2 separate regions of the Larimichthys crocea genome follow, and region 1 is linked to region 2. A link is a contact called in public Hi-C data. All regions are on one chromosome and are shown on one strand. The core of a region is the stretch at or near the end of the contact, and the rest is flanking DNA. Distances in the headings are between cores, read along the strand shown.

Evidence for each region. Hi-C and Micro-C count contacts between places; a contact is called where the count stands out from the background.
Region 1: a Hi-C map of muscle shows a contact between it and region 2, with 2.7 times the contacts expected there. The contact joins the promoter of tes here to the promoter of LOC104925524 in region 2. A contact is called at or near these places in 4 of 7 Hi-C or Micro-C datasets (all in muscle).

The regions. Positions count from the first base shown.
Region 1 is chrX:21,390,806-21,396,817 of L_crocea_2.0, reverse strand. It overlaps tes (testis derived transcript (3 LIM domains)), which reads left to right and starts at 2,601. Exons shown (of 7, transcript XM_019261502.2): 1 at 2,601-2,792. The coding sequence starts at 2,766.
Region 2 is chrX:21,206,663-21,212,399 of L_crocea_2.0, reverse strand. LOC104925524 (capping actin protein of muscle Z-line subunit alpha 2) reads left to right here and starts at 2,840. Exons shown (of 10, transcript XM_019261500.2): 1 at 2,840-2,993. The coding sequence starts at 2,952.

The sequences.
Region 1 (6,012 bases), core at 1,352-3,851, 180 kb before region 2:
TCGATCTTTTGACCCCATCTAAAGGACAAAAAGTATGTGCACTATTTTTTTGGTAATAGTGGGGAAAGATTGTGGCCATAGCTAAAGGAAACGTGGTTGTAGGAGATGTGACGTGAACCCTTGTAGTTGATGCTTTGTCCACGATGGCAGGTGGATTTTCAGATCTACCTTAAAGTGCCACCCACAGAGTAGAGCCAAAATATAGCACTGTCAGATGACAGCTCATTTCACATTTCCATCAGCACATATGGAGACAACTTGATATAATATAGTTATTACTTTAAAAGTACAGATTATACCTTTTCAATATTCTTGTTTCTTTTTGTTGACATGTTACAGTCCAACGTTTTTAAAGAAGGAATTTTGGATACCTTTCTTTAATCACTAAAAAGTACTGTCAAAAACCATTAAAAAAATACATTTTCATCTTGTTTTTAGGAATAAAATATTGTATAAATCAAGCTGTGAATGATATTTAAACAAACCACTCTGTAAAAGGTTTCAGAATATAGATAGAAATAAAACTGGAAGGTTTGATGTATGTATTACTGAAGTGGAGATTTCTGGATCAGAGTTTGAGAAAAAACTCATTTTGAGTAAATAGACTTTAGAAACTGCAGATGAATACGTTTGACTAATAGATATCAACATGAAACCTGCTCAGCTGCTTACATGAAGACAAAAGGTAGTAAAATAAACACCTACACGGAAGCAAAATAGCCCAAATATGAACAAAAACACAGTTTTTACCTGCAGCGTGTCAAGACACTTCCAGACTGCACAGACTTAGGGTTTAATGATAGCAGTCCATAGTGTCATTGAGATTCAGTTCATACACTCACACTGCTGCAGCCACACTTTGTGACTCAAGCTGATAAGGTGGGTTTATTTTTAGGCATCATATCATTGATTTATCTGTCATTTTCTAAATCCAGATATTCTTGCTCAGGGTCACATGAGGTGACATTTTCAGACAGACTTTCTAAACAATGAAGGCTTTAAGTCGCAGCATCATTTATCAAACATCATAAAGTTTTGGATACTGCAGACGGAATGACAACATCTCTGGAAATGGGGGAAAACATCTGCCTGAAAGTTTATAGACTACTAAAACACCAAAGGAAGTTCTTTGGTTACAGATGTTCATACCAAACAGCACAGATCAGACATCACAGCGAGGCTGCAGAACAGAATCTACGCTCAAACTCAGATCCTGACAAATAACACAATCCACAGTCTGACCCGTCAGGGTGTGACAGTGTTTCCTATGACAAGGCTAACAGCAGTTCACAGAGGAAGTTGCTAACCACATCATTTCCTGTCACAGATGCAACAATGCAGCTGTTTGACTGGCGAAACATCAGATCACAAAACTATCCAGCTGTGGTGTGTGGTTTGTGTCTCTGTGTGTGTGAGTCCAATGCTTATTCCAATACTGACATGTCTTTTATTTTGACTTTTTATGTGCCTTTAAGCAAACTCACCACACCATGATAAGAGCAATAAAAAGTAAACTAGCTGTTTTACAATGAGCACTACAGTGGGTTGAATCTGTCAAAATGCCATCATGTCCTTTGTTATCGCAAGAACACGCCCCTGCTGCTGTCTGATTGGTCCTCCTACGCTTTACTGCCGGATTTCTCTGTTCTTATTGGTCAATATGAAGCTCCATCATAGCGGAAGTCCCCTCTTGAAAATCAATGAAAAGTGAACAGGACCTCCAAACTCAAAGACGAGTCAAGCTCGAGAGAGGACGTAAATATTTCCCCGGAAATAAGGAAAGTGTACCTTCAAAATTAAATGCAAAAACAAAATGTTGCAACAGAACAGCTTCACCAGACTTTGAATCGTCATTAACCAATGTCTGATGTCAGCTTTAGTGTTATTTATTTTATGATTTGAATGCTATGGTGCACCAGGACATATAATCAGTGATGTTTCCAGGGGTCATCTTGTGTTTTGGGTCTTTCCACATAAGATACCCTAAACCCAGGCGACCCATCCAGGGTTGATCAGGCCCTGGTTTGTGCCCATGTGGGACTCCGCCTGGTCTAAAGCCTCCATGGTGGACTCGATGGCTTTCCTTTTTGCAGCCACGTAAATGTCAAGAAAGGTGTAGACCATGCATAATGAACAACACCACTTTAACGGGCTCACGGCGAGCCTTCCAGCACTGATCCACCATATAGTGGTTCTGAAACCTCTTCGATTCGGTCAGTTCTATAGGGACCACTTGTTTTGTCAAGAGTGATGACAGCACCATGTCTGGCTGTAATGATGTTGTTATGACATGTTCTTGTGACACGAATTGTGGCAACTTTTGTGTCATAATGTAAACTAAACAACAGCTTACCAGTTACTATGACTACAAGCACATGTTCACCTCCCTGTAAGTGGTCCCCTTTCTTGTCACCTATTTCTAAAGCATATTTACCCTTTTAGATATTTTTTTTATAAATTTAATTCGACCTTTATCTAATAATATTTTGTATTTTTAACACTTTTTATTTACAATCTATTTGTTAATTCAGTTACACCGACGGTAAAGCACAAAGGTTTTATTTTGAAACATCTAACCGGAAACCATTTGATTCATTCTGTTTAATTTGACAGCGGTGGCGAGCAGGACCTCCGGAGAGAAAGCGGGGAGTGCGCCGGGGTTGTTGTGTTATCTCTGGCGTCCGTCTCCTCTCAGTTTTCGGTGTTGACAGCTGGTTTAGTTCGCTTCGTCTGGACCGAGTAAACTCCCCACCGACAGACACAAAATGGAGATAGAGAAGGAAGTAAAGAAGGTAAGCTTTCCCTGCTCCCGTGGTCTGCTCGGTGTCTGACTGACCGGGGCACGCCCTGAAAAGGTGTGCCGAACACTGGGCAGGTGGCGAGAAATCTCCCAGTAACATCGGCTGAGTTTCGTGTTCGCTTTTCTGCTTTCATTTCGAGCCTGTAACAGAATAAAACTTTTGCCTTTTTTATTGATAACATTTGTATTAAATGACACAAATAACTACGTAACGTAACAACGGTAGCTCGTGGACAGACATGTCTCTAAAGTGTCTCACAGCACGGTGCTGCTCTTAGCAGGGTTACTTCCCTTTAGGTGAAAGGACCAACAGGACAACACAGTGTCAGCCTGCTGAGCAACAAACTCACACTCTCCATAAGATATTAGCAATTATTCACCAACGCAGTAGAGTATATTGCAAAAATCAGCATGATATTATTCAAAACATAGTCATACTTTATGTAACAGTGATGTTTTAGTATTTATTTTGAGGGCTGAAATGCAAAGTAGTTTAAAAGAACAAGTACTGCTGCTTGCTGCCTCTCAATATTGCTTATAGGATATTACGTTATGTATTCCTCTTTATGTAATTTAATATCTAAGCAAGAAGATTTAAAATTGATAAGCTTATAATAACCCTTCGGTTATACAAGGGAGGAGGAAAAGTCTGCCATGTGATTTAAAATGTTAAACTGGGGGTCTGAACAGGATTACATGTAGAATATTGTACAGAGTCAGTCCAATGGTTGTTTATTTAGGATCAGAGAGTTTATTTCAGAAGCGCATGGATGCTGGGCACATGTTGCATACATTGGATTCCCTCTGTTTAGTCAGGGATAATCACAGTGTAACTAATTGGATATTTACACATGGTTGGAATTGTCTTGGTCTGTAATCATGTGCAGCTCCGTCCAAAGCCTTTTCATCAGTATCTGCAATGTGTAAACCGGAGTTAAACTTAAAATGAGTAGTTTACAAAAAGCTTTAGGAGCTCTCTTTTGGTGGCCTGAGGGCCATTTTTAAGGCGTTTAATCCATCACTACTGTTAACACACCTGATCTGTATGTCACTGGATCCTTGCAGATGGCTGCAGCGGTAGAAGGGCGGTACAGATCGCTGCAGGGGTAAAAGCTGGTTTGTGTGATGTCATGTGTGTAGCAGAATGAATCACTCTGTAAGCTTGTCACTGCTTTGGCTTCGGTCGCCTTCACAAGTAACTTTAAAATAAAGTTCGAATCATGTCAAGCACCAGTATGTTTCCAGCAAAATCCATATAAAACAGTGATTCTTACTTCAGAGACAAACTGTCAGTTAAAACTTTGTGCAGCATGGCATAATGCCGACACTGCATGTGTGGCATCAGACTAATGGATAGTTTGCAACCCACAATGTGTACCGCTCTAGTAGGTCTTGTTCGATTCGTTGTTTGCAGCCTGTAATAAAGATAAATGTATCCACGTGTCTGCAGACCTATCTGCCAGTTGCTGGTCAGTGAGACTTAACAAAGTCAACTCCATTTAAGCACAGGAAGCTGGTTTGTGCAGTATATAAGCCGCTGCTGAAAAGTGGGTCTGAGCAGCTGGACGACCCAGACAGACCCAGTCTGACATCTGCTTTTAATCCCCCCAAAGAGATCAGTCTTCAGCAGCTGCAGGTCACAGGGAGCGCTTCAGTCTACTGCCAAACTGTAACTGCTCATTTCAATTAAATGTAACCTGTGTGTTTAGGTAATGTTCTGCTCAATTAAGCACATGCAGTCGTCCAAGAAGCCAGCTGAGGTAATGCACTGTGACTATGAGCGCACTGTGAACAGGCTGGGAAATCGTCGTCACTGCAATTTTGTTAAGTTGTTTCTGTGGCTCTGACCTCTTCTTGAGTCATGCTCTACTCTAAACACTCCAGTGGTCGTTGAAGTTGTTTGGGGGAAACGTTTGAAACAGAGACGACACAAGATTGCTCAAATACATTTTAGATTTCTCTCTTATGGAATGACAAGCAGCTATTCTTCACTCCACCCTCAAAAAAATAGAAGTTTTGTGTGTCTCTTTGGCTTTTTATTGATATTCCAGAAACGCAGTGTCACGGTCCGAGAGCAGGTGGCCTCAGATATTAACATGGCTCCAGTGACTACTTTTCATACAACTGCTACCAGTCTGCAGCTCAGACCTGCTGCAGGCCAAATGACTCATGAATATGATTCATCGGGCCCAAACACTGCCTGTAGTTTATGTCTTCCCAGTGTGTTGTCATACGAATGAATCACCCTGCAGGCTTCGTCACGATACAGAGCCGTCGATCAACATCAACCGTTAAGTGTGTGTTCCAGGGAAAAGCGACGCACGCTGAGTGACCTCAGCCAAAAATTTCCGGTCATCCTCACTGTGCCTGAGACAAATGTTTAGACTCCCACAAGGAGTGAACTTCACTCGGCTTGCTTTAAGTCCCGACACTTGCTTTTGAGGTGTTGGGCTGATGCTTTCATCCAGAGTGCCTTAAAATGAACACAACAGATTCTTTAAATTTGACAGATCATAAACTTTTCAAGCAATTCCACAATACAAAATACTGTAAGGCAGGGCAAGAATGAAAGTATAAGAATCACAAGTTTCACGTACAACTTCACTTAGACTGACTGATGTATTTTCCACTTTTATTCTCACAACAAATCACACTGCTGAGCTCCATCTTTCTGCTCCCAAACAGCTTCCAGGAGATGACACACTAGTCTGGAAGGTGTAGTGGAAGCAAAAATTTGGCAACCAGGACTCGCATCAATTTCTGCATTCCTCAGTAGTGAACGCCTTTTGGTCAAAAAACATCTCACTGACAAAAGGGGTGCCTGCTGGGAACCCACGAGGCTTCCAGCAACAGTGAATAGTTGACCATATATGGTCATAAACAGTGGTAATGGCTTAAGGTGGACACTAAGGGCAGGGAAAAGGATGGAGATGCTAAGGAGAGAAAAGCACTCAGAGTCAGAAGCAAGAAAACTGGAGTGGATTAGTTAATGCGGTTATGGGAGTTAAGAGAAATGTTGCTGAAATATTTCTGAAGGCAAAAAGAAAACTTTTTTCATGGTTCACAAATCATCTGAACTCTGATAAGAAGGCTTTAAAGCGACTTTGAAAAATGTTTTTTCCCCAGTGTCATGTTATATTGTCAAAAATAATGTTTTATTTATCCTCATAGTGCGTTTGGGTCCTGTTGCTTTTAATAACAGCCTCTTGAAA
Region 2 (5,737 bases), core at 1,591-4,090:
AAACACCCTGAGTTGTAGCTTGAAAGAATTCAGCTCAGGTAACAAGCGAATTGACCCTTCCTAAATCCTTTGCTCTGACTTTGCTCTGTGCTCCAATAACAGCTGAGCAAGCCTCTGTCAACTTTGTCCCTTCTTGTTCATAGATACACTATGTGCTAGCTGGTCTATGTTGAAAAGAAAACCACATACATACACACATACACATACACATACACACATACCACAGTCACCTTAACGTATCCACTGTTATCAAAATGCTAACTATCTAGATAACTAATCTATATCAATCATTAGTTAGGTAGTGCTTTGCTATATTCAGCCACACACACACACACACACACACACACACAGCATATCTAACACTGATGTTTCACCGAGGCTTTCTCAACTGTTATTGGAGCAGTCCAAAGTGGCGGGCAATTAATATAATGAATTCATTGTTTCTATTTTATATAACTTCATCATTTTATTTCACTACGTGCATTTCATTACATGACTTTTACCAAGTAAGTAAAGTACACAGATTTTTTTTACTTGTGTTTTATTCATTGAGGTATTAGTACTTTTACTGAAGTAAAGGATTTGAAGGCAGAGAATACTGACTAACATCCAACGACATTAAAACAAGATTTGTGTGTTTCTGCACATGTAGATGTGTTATACTGTATGGATCAGGAAGGAGCAATGAACAAAACTTCAGTGACAAAAAGAATCCTTTCAACCAGACTTTCTTCCACTTATTAGTTCACCATCTGTGATAATATTTAACGAACCTCTCTCTCTTACCCATCTCTGCATGTCACCCGTCTCTGTGTTTTTTTTGTTTTTTTTTTATTGAGAGTTAAGTTTCATGTTATCTTTTTTTTTCTTGCAGTGTGAAAGACCATGGGTGTCCTCTTACAAGCAGATGAGTCTTTAAAAAAAAAACAGTTGGGTCTAGAAATCAGTCTTAGCTCGCCATCTAGTGTTTAAAAACATGTCATACACAGTGTGACAGCATTTCTGGGTAACCACAGGGCTTTCCCAGAATTTTCTGATGATGATGATCAAATTTTCTTTGTTGTTTGGAAGACATATGCTTTTTTTCAATTACATCTGATTCAAGATTCAAGATCTCTTTATTGTCATGTCACAGTTCACTGTAAAATGAAATTCTGAGCAAAAACACCAATTATAAAGAGATAATAAATAAATAAGCAGAATAAGAAAACATGCTAATATGAAGGATTGGAACCCTACATGCTCTGTACCTCTATTTGCCCACTCACGTCACTCTATACAATAAACTCACTGAGTACTACAAATGCGAAGCATAGACAAAAGTGTTCTTTGTTTTATATCTATAAGTTGTACCATGAGGAAGACTTTGCCATACAGCAACCCCAAAAAACAGAGACTAGACTAGTGTACATAAATTAAAGTTAGTTAGTGCAAAACCAATGGTGCAGTTTTTTTCAATATATATATATATACATGTTCAAATTAGTTACTGAATTATGCAAATACCTCGGTTTAAATTGTTTATTTATTTTCAATTGTGCAATAAAGTGGTGACCAAACAAGTTACAAGCAGGGGCGCCGTATAGGGGGGAAAAGTTAGGACAATTCCAAGGGCCCACCACCACCAATATAAAATGATTAAACCATATATATATATTTCAAATATACTAATGAAATTAATTAACTCTTTGTTTTTACGTGTTTTGGGCAGTAAAGGTTAAATGAAAATTTATGGTGTCTTTTAATCTTGCATCAAATAGTGAACTGCACTGCATACTGTATGCAGACTTGCATGCATGAACAAATCACCAGCAGTAAATATTGTGCTAGTACTAGTATTGAACTACAAGACCCAAAACAGTTGCAAGCCTTTAATTAGAGTTATGTAAGCTTTTGATGGGATAGTTAGGTCCTAGAGATGTGGTGACAGCAGCTGCACAGAGGGGGCCCAATTAGATTTTTTTGTCATGGGGCCCAAAATTCCTGGTGGCGCCCCTGGTTACAAGTGCAGGAATACATAAACAGTCACTGTCAGAAATGAGATAAAAACAAAAATAAAGTGATGAATATAACATGAGTTCAGGTTGGTGGGTATGTAGTAAACAAAAGACAAATAATAATAATAATAATAATATATAGTCATTTGTAGTAATAATAGAAATCAGGATAATGGGTGGGATTTGAATGACTCTAAGTAGCAATAATACATACATGTATACACAGATTAGTGTTACGGGAATTTTAAAGAAAAACCCTTAAATAAGGAGGATCGGATTCAAAGCATCAAAGTTTAAGTTGAATTTATTGTTCTTGTACAAGAGGAGCGTTTCACAGTGCAACACACTAAAGGGGTTATGGAGAAAAGGCTCACTGAGGAGCGTTAACAGTTGGTTCTTATACATTTTCTTGAAGATGGGCTGTCTCAACCCCTGTAAATTGTTAACAGACAATTTGCATATAATGCATTTAAACAACTTTCTTCAACATATCACCTAATGAGTAGCCAGTATGTCCCCAATCTAAATGTCACCTCTCTGACCTGTCCCTAGGCCTCATTCTGTTCTGAAATCCCTCTATTCATACATTAACCTGAACCTTACCTTACCCTGCCAGTCTCAGGAAAACAGCAATAAAGGGAAGTGCCTTCAAGACATGTAATATAAGAACAAACATTGTATAAGTTAAAACATCTAACTAGCTGTGTAACCCTGATTTTTATAACAATTAGTTTTGAGAAAATGAAACTAGAAACTAGAAATGACTTTAAATAAATGCCTGTGCTTGCAGTGGACCAGAGTCAGAGTGAGTGACGGAGTCAGAGTGAGTGACGGAGTCAGAGTCAGTGACGGAGCATCAATCAGAGCTCTGAACACGGAGCTCAGCCGAGCTGGGAATCCACCCATGTGGTGACGTCACGGGGCTCTGACAAGCTGGTGGTGCCGGAAGAAAAGATGGCGGATCATGAGCAGGAGCAGCTATCCGAAGAGGAAAAGGTAAGATACCGAATTTAATCATTGATTAAGCCCAGCTCGGGGCGCTTGCTCTCGAATTTTCGAGTCCTATTAGAGTCGGTGTCTCCGTGCATCCCGGCCTCGGCCGGCGGGATGACTTTAGGAGCAAAGCCGAGGCCTGAGCACAGCCGCTGCTGCTTCTGCTCTTATTATTTTTAGCTCAACTTCCGCTCATTTGCGAATCTCAAACGGAGGCTCCTTGTACGGTCCTGACTGAAAATAGGAACAGTGTACATATTATAAATCGACCTAAGCTTACCCCCCCTCCACACCGTGTCCGTGCCGTGGACGTGTTGTCTGTCCCCCGGCTCTCTGGTCGCTCGTGTTGGGGAAGTTTTCGTCCACCAAACATCGCTAGCTAGTTAGTTTAGCATAGCTGCTAACATAGCTCGACTTCACCAACACGCCCTTTTCGCAGTTTCACACCGCTCTCCTGTCCTTACACAAACATGTCCAAAGTGGCGGGTTGTCTTGAATATTATATGCATGCTTTTAATTCGCCCCATGACCGTCAACCTTTGGCTTTCTGCAGGCTAGCTCGCAAACTGTACTGTAGCGCTTCACTAAGTAAAAAGATATGGGCTCTACGACGTGAGGGAAACGACCCAACATGTAACGCAACACTGAGCGATCATAACCTGAATCTGTGTTCAGACGTGCTTTATCCATTTAAACACCTCACACCAACATTGATCATGTTTCAGACGGTATGATCACAACACTGTTATGCAAATAAGGTAGTCAGGTTCATACTGTAAGCCGGTTTTATACCCCCAGTACACACCTTCTAGTGTCTCATTGCCTTAAATGACTACACACACACACACACACACACACCGAAACAGAGTTGAACAGTGTGTGTCTGAACTGTCTGCATGACTCCCAGCTTGTGCTTTTATTTTAAGGATCTGCTCGGTTTCAGTTATTTCCTAACCGTAGATCTGTTTCACAGTCCAGTATCTGCTCAGCTCTGTGTGCCTCTGGAAAGCAGATTTGAGAGAGGCAGATCAATTGGATAACTGCTGCTCGAAGCACTAATGCTTCAAACCAGTAATCAAGTTAATTGATCATTTGATCATTGAAGTTTCAGTCAGTTGGTGGATATGCTAAGAATGTAATGCTTACAATAGTTTTAGTCGGTGTAAATGTAACACTTTTTTTTTTTTTACTGCAAACTTTAAGCATCTCTGCCAGGCTTATGTGTGTCAGACAGTTAAATTCAAAAATAGGTGTTGATCTCCTAAAAACAAGCCGTGGCCGCGTCAATCATTATTGATGGGTTTGCATACATGGAGGCATGTGTACACGTGTTCCCATGACCTTACCTCGCCTAGTCAGAATTCCTACCGAGCTTGTTATTATCACCGTTAAACCACGAAGAGGACTCTTCCTTCTAAACGGTTGTAAACTCTTCGCTCGTTATGTAATGGACCATTCAGAGTTAGAACAAGGCCTGGGTTTATTTTGTTCTGTTCCACAGGCGTCTGAGTCAGAAGTTTTTTAGAGTTTGGGCAGCTCATTGACCCGCGGGTGTGACTGCGTCATGCTCATCAACACACAGACATCAACTGTTAGCTAAGCATTTTATCACAGGGCTAGGGTGTGTAGGTGACTATAGCCACTTTGGACTTTGTTATATGTCAGGCTCCACTTCAGGTATGTGCTTATGATGTGAAGCTGGGGTCAAACGGTGTACAGATTCAGATGTAGCTGCTGTGAGGAGGATAGGAACTCGTTTCAGACAGTTTGATTTTGTAGAACTGAAAGAATTGGTGGTTGGCCGCTTGCCAGACCGACTGGTAGAGAAGCAGACACAGCCAATGTGCAGTATATAGCTGGTGGAAGTTGTTCATTTCCTTCTCTGAATATGATTGGTGTGTGGCCAAGTGGGTTGCATCTTGCATCCATCCGCTGTGTGTTGCACTGTTAAAAGCAGAGCAGTTCCGCGCAAACACCGCAGTTGCATGTTGTACTTTCGAAGGCCGTCTCTCCGGCGCATTAGCTCAGAGCAGTCGGCCATCTGCTCCAGCCCCTCAGCCTGTGTTGTGCTGCTCAGAGGGAGGAAATGAGCATTTTCACCTGCCTAACGCAGTGACAGTCATAATTTGTAGAATAAAAGCCAAACTCCAAATGATGTTTGGTGACCTGCCAGAAACAAACGATCAGCCGCAGCCAGAACCTCCCAGCAGCCGATGGTACTTTCCCACGTTGAATGGCAAATCTGTGAAGTTGCTCCTGAATTACTATGATCTGACATTACTGTGATGGCTGTTTAATCTATTTTGGAAGAAGACGCTTGGAGACACTGTTTTTGATGGGAGGACTGGGTCTGCGTGGAACACAGTAAATAGTTTGTCTCAGTGAAATCTTCCTAAATGTCTCCCAGGGGGTTGGGAAATTTGTGTCCTGTTGCTGTCAGCGTCACTTTGCCATTCCAAAAAAGGACCTGAAAGCTCCCCAATCTTGATAATCTGACTTACTAGAGTCTCTTCCATTTGTAAATGATTAAACAGCAAGAAGAGTCTAGTGCTCGAAGACTGTTTGAGTCATTCGGGAACCGTCCTGCCAGCTTCCTGATTACAGCAGAGAAACCACACAAGGGTACAGGAAACTGCTGTTACTCAATGTGCTCGCAGTGACTGGGCAGGTACCAGAACCAGAAAACTAATCACATAACATGTTACCTGTCAGCCTGATAGTTTGTCACTGTAAGAACAGACCTGAAA